2 separate regions of the Astyanax mexicanus genome follow, and region 1 is linked to region 2. A link is a contact called in public Hi-C data. All regions are on one chromosome and are shown on one strand. Each heading gives the region's core, a stretch centred on a gene start, on an enhancer-like site or on the middle of the called end of the contact. The rest is flanking DNA. Distances are from core to core; before and after follow the strand shown. Region 1 holds the start of plpp3 (phospholipid phosphatase 3). Region 2 has its middle 40 kb from the start of LOC111191956.

Region 1 (2,700 bases), core at 97-2,596, 120 kb after region 2:
TAAATGTGCTGTCAAAAGTACAGAAAGATATTTTAGGTCCATATACGTCCCTTAAAAATAGGGAAAAACAAGTGCAACTCAATAACTTAACCTAGCTATGTTTCTTAACCCTTTATGGCATGAGGCAACAAACCATCATTATTTATTTGTTATTACACCATTCTATACCATAGCATAAATTATTGTTTATGTATGTATTTACTTATTTATTTAATTATTTTATTTTAAATATAATTTTACAAGGCATATCTACGTCCAATACAATGAGACATAAATAAATAAAAAATGTTTATACGTTTTTACATTCTTCTTGTTGGAAGCTTACGAAAACATGTTTCTTTTTTTCTTTTTCATTTCAATAAATAAAAGGGTCTGAAAAAAGTTTTTTTCTCTCTCAAAATATTATTAATGTCATAGAGGGTTAGTTAACTGTCTAGTTAACATTACATGCACTGTATACATGAGTAACTAGCAAACAGTTTAGCAGTTTTGTACCATTTTTCTGAGAGTGTAAGGCTAACACCATGTCACAAAACAGTAGAATTAGAGTAAGACTTGTTGATGAATGGCTAAAGCTGTTTTTGTTCTCTTTTTTTTATATTTTAAATGTTTTGTTGATAGTAAATCTATCTAGGTTAGCTAGATTAACAGTGATGAAAAAAGGGGAAATGAGGCAGGTTTAAAGACTCACCTAGGAGCAGGCAGAAGATGTCTAGAGCTATTAAAATTTTCCTCTTGCTCTTGTTCATGCCAGTGCTGCTATTTAACGTCGCAGTTCCACCGTTTCTTGTTTCGGGTGCCATCGCCTTCTCATACATGTATTTTGGCATGTGAGAGCTCCGTCCTCCTGCTGTACAGAAACCTCAGTCCACACGAGCACAAACTCAGCTTGCTCACTCAGTCAGTCACTCAGATAAAAAGATAGATAAATGTAGAAGGTAAGATGGGAGGCGAGGTCCGGCTCGTTTGAGGAGAAAAAGTCCTTAAAAGTTGATATTCAGAGGAGGAGTGAAGTCCTGCTGAATGTTGAACCGTTGAACCGGTGTGTAGAGTGAATAATAACCCGCCTCACGGTCACCGTCTCTCGGTCTGTGGGATGAAGACAGCAGCCCCCCGGTCAGTGTGTGTTTTCAGTCAGTAAGTCAGTGAGTGGAGGAGAACTTGAGTCCACTTCTCTAGTGTTGGAGGGCTTTCTGAGGGGAGAAGAGCGAGAGCGGCGTTTTAAAAAGCGCAGGAGCTTCAACTCCAGTTTTAAGACTCCCTTCCCTCGTCTCCTCCTCCTCCTCCTCCTCCTCCTTCTCCCTCTCTCTCTCTCCGTGTGCAGCAGAGAGAGCTTCAGCAGGCTCAGCCCCCTTCCTCCAGACCCACCTGCATGCTTATTATTATGCTCAGCCCTTACGCTCCGAGCCTGCAGCACGCGCTCCTCCTGCCACCCGTATTCAGGCAGGCCCCGCCCTCTCGCTCTGAGACTGAGTGGAGTGGAAGCGTGTCCTTCTGACTGTCCGCGCTGCGATTGGCTGGTAGCTCCTGCAATGCTGCAATCAGGAGCAGAGTCTCGAATCGCCTAGCCAATCATTGCGCAGAAGGGCGGGGCTACACGGAATACAGGCGGTCATAAAGCACTGAGAAGGTTAGAGACAGAAAGAAAGAAAGACGCCAAACGAAGAGCTGAACTCTTCTATTCTGAACAATATATTCTTTATACCCGAGTTTAACGACGTCTAACAAAGCTCCACACACACTTTTCTTCATATTCTGATGATGAAATTTTAATACATGTTTTAATTCCTTGATCTTATAAACTGTTTTGCTATAAATTGTTGTGAACCCTTTCCATTGTGTGTATGTTTTATTACGGAGCCCCTAAAGTGACATCATGTAAAAAAAAAAAAAAAATAATAATAATGCGTGGCCATGCCTTATTAAGGCATGAAAACGAGATCCTAAGGCGTGGGAACCAGATAATTAAGGCGAGGGAACGAGTTAATTAAATCATAGCCAATAAGGCGTGGCCAAAAGGTCCTTTTGTTTCATAGTTAACAAAGCGAGCAGCTCTCAAGAGTTGACTGAGCCCGTCAGCTTTTAGTGTGAGAATTAAGAGTCCCTCGCTACCTTTAAGAAACTCCTGAAGACTGAGCTCTTCAAAGAGCACTTACTACTTCTAACCTCATTTTCTGCTCCCTCTTTTTCCCTCCTCTATCCCACTATTTCCCTTTGGCCTCCTTTGGGCCCTGTCTTAAATGGGTTTTTTTTTTGTTTGTTTTTTTTGCCTTGAACTTCTATGTCTTCTATTACTAAATGTACATCACTATTGTAAGTCGCTTTGGACAAAAGCGTCTGCCAAATGTAATGTAATGTAAAAAATCTCTTCATACTTTGTAAGTGGTAGTTATGCAGCATGTATTTTTATTAGAGGTGTAAGGAAATATCAATATCAAAATATAGCAATAGTTTGTTTTGCAAATCGGTATTTATAAACAATAAATGACCAAAAAACAACACATTTCTGAATGTTCGTACTGTTTTACTGTTGCAGTATTATTGTGAACCCTTTCTCTGCATTGTGTGTATGTTTTATAAATCACACAATCATATTTTAAAATATATTCAAACTTTGTTGTAAGTGATAGTTATGCAGCATGTATTTTTGTATTGTACAGCATGTATTTTTAATGTATTGTAAGAAAATATCAATATGAA
Region 2 (2,700 bases), core at 195-2,694:
CACTCTAAGGCCATGCTGATAAAGCCCTACTGGACATTGTAACATGCACCTAAGGTTATACTGTATGGAGCAAAATGACTGTATGTCTTTCCCAATAAAAGACTGTAAAGACTCCAACTGCATTACTCCCAGCAGCCACCTGGGGGCACTTGTCACTGGAAATGCTGAAATGGAAGTACAGTAATTGTGAGACTCTGTGTCTCACTGTTTTCAATCTCCTTCATCTCCTGAGAGTAAAACAATCAAGCTGTCCAACCGCTAAGTTAGTAGTGAATGTAGAGTGCACTCTGATGAGCAAAGAAGCATCTATACATTTACTGCCTGTGTTTGTGTGTGTGTGTGTGTGTGTGTGTGTGTGCGTGTGTGTGTGTGTTGGGGGGTAGACGAGCACTGTAAATGAACTCCACATTTATGAGAAGCCAGAGAAAGCAATAAGCCGCCCTGTAGAGTTGTTGCGTCTGACAGGCTGATGTTGTTTTGTTCTCTTGCTGGGATGGAGTCCAGCCTGGAAAGAAAAATACAAGAGTCTTAATTGGGCTTAATACCCCTTTAACTTAAGAGCTTCAGCATGTCTCTTGTAACATGGAGAGGGCTTAAGAATTATATTTGTGAGAACACAAGGGCTGCCAAGGCCTCGGTTGCGGAAGGTCATGTGTTTTCCTGTGTGTGCGTGTACCAGAAAACCATGATCATTTGAATATTTGTGTTCTGTACAACCTGTGGCCTTTTTATAATCAACTCTGGACAGCAGAATTGCATAATTACATTTATTTGTCAGTAAAGAAAGGCTTTTTTACAATGATCATCTTGTTAAAAAATACAAAACAACAGGCATTTATGTCGTTCTGTAAGAAAGTAAGTATGAGAAGCAATATAGTCTGTACTGTTGTTTCACAGAGGTCGGAGTAATAATGCCAGGCCTTTGTCCCATTTAGCAAATATACTCTGAAAAGGAAACGAGCAGCTCCTCTTTAAAAGAGCATCTCCACCAGTGGAGCCCTTTTCCACTTTCCACCCCAACTCCAGAAGGCTGCCTTCAAGTTGAACTCTGGTGTAAAATGGACTTTTGGTGTAGTAAAGCATGTTAAAAAGTACTTAACTTTGATCTATAACACACCTCCGTTCTCCCATAGTGTTCCGAGATCCAGAAATTTTAACAGTTTGTCGAAACACCCTTCAGACTGGAGCCTATCCCAGCAGGCATTGGGCGGAAGGCAGGATACACCCTTGACAGGCCATCAGTCCATCACAGGGCCGGACAGACACAGACAGACACACAGACTCATTCACTCACACACTCACACCTAGAGGGGAAATTTTAACCAACATCCAATTAGCCAGAACGTCTTTGGACTGTGGGAGGAAACCGGAGCACCCGGAGGAAACCCACGGAGACACAGGGAGAACGTGCAAACTCCACACAGAAAGACCCCGGTCACCCCAGCCGGGAATCGAACTCTGGCCGTCTTGCTGTGAGGCGGAAGTGCTACCCAATGGGCCACCATGCCGCCCCCCCGATAAATCACTTTTTTAATAACTTAAAAAGTGCACAAGAAGCTTATTAAAACCTTTGTATACATCCTACAATGCTAGCTTCAGTTCCAAACGCCACCATTGCTCCTGGCACCGGCTGCTACGCTATACATAGACTTTGCATAGAGTAGCAGCCGGCACCAGGAGTAATGAAGTTAGCATTATGGGATGTAAACAGTGTTTTTAATAAGCTTCTTGTGCATTTTTTAAGTTATTAATTAAGAGTGTTTGGAAAAAAACTGTTAAAATTTCTGAATCTCAGAAAGCTGTGGGAGAACGGAGGTGTGCTGTTTATCAAAGGTAAAGTACTTTTTATCATGTTTTACTAAACCAAAGGTCCATTTTATTACAGAGGGAACACATAACCCTAACTATCCCCAGCAAACAGAAAAGCCACATTATAATACTTTGAATGGATGATGGATCGTGCTGAGTTTCCCAAACACACCTTAAAACAAACATTCTTAAATAATTAAGGGGGGTTTGACAGTAAATATTCTCTACTAGCTAATGATCCTAACACTGAGGTGCTTTTGGGAAGCAGTTAGGGGTTAGGTGCCTTGCTAGGAAACGTTAGTAGTGAATGTTGGTCTACATTAAACATTAAGTTAAACATTCCAGGTTCAGTGCACCACAAGGGATATCACAGGCAACACAAAAAGCATGGTTGGAAATAAACAAACAAGTTATACATCTAGAATAAAACCAAAGTAGACAGTGCTTTGTATGCAGAGTAAACCAATACAATACTCAGCAACGAATTATTGAACCAGATGGGAACAATATAAACTGGACTGGTGTCACATGATCATGTGAACCAGTGAGTTCAGTGTTTGGTGCATTCTGGGGATCGGAGTTCATGACAGAGAGGTTTCTGCCAGAGCCAAATGCAGCAGACACCGAAAAATCCAAAGCAGCAGGTGTGACTATTATTTTTTTATATATATATATGTACATATTCATATTCAGTACCATCTGTGCAAGCTATTTTAAACACAACAATCCAGATACATTTATCACATATCATTTATTATTACAGTTAATCCAGGTAATGCAGCAACTACTAAAAAAATACAATTTTACACCATTTATTTAATTACTAGCCACATTTTACATTTTGTGACCCTGGTCAATGTTATTTGCTATATTTCTACTGTTAAGGTTTTA

The links. A called contact is a pair of places that touch in the nucleus more often than the background predicts.
Region 1: a Hi-C map of muscle shows a contact between it and region 2, with 18 times the contacts expected there. The contact joins the promoter of plpp3 here to the enhancer-like site in region 2. A contact is called at or near these places in 2 of 3 Hi-C or Micro-C datasets (both in muscle).

What each region holds. Positions count from the first base shown.
Region 1 is chr1:61,609,890-61,612,589 of AstMex3_surface, forward strand. plpp3 (phospholipid phosphatase 3) reads right to left here and starts at 1,347. Exons shown (of 6, transcript XM_007260661.4): 1 at 692-1,347. The coding sequence starts at 830.
Region 2 is chr1:61,489,192-61,491,891 of AstMex3_surface, forward strand. No RefSeq gene overlaps it. Among protein-coding and RNA genes, the nearest start is that of LOC111191956, 40 kb to the left of the region's middle. Within about 2 kb of position 1,445, the one cell type or tissue checked has an H3K27ac peak away from gene starts, as active enhancers do.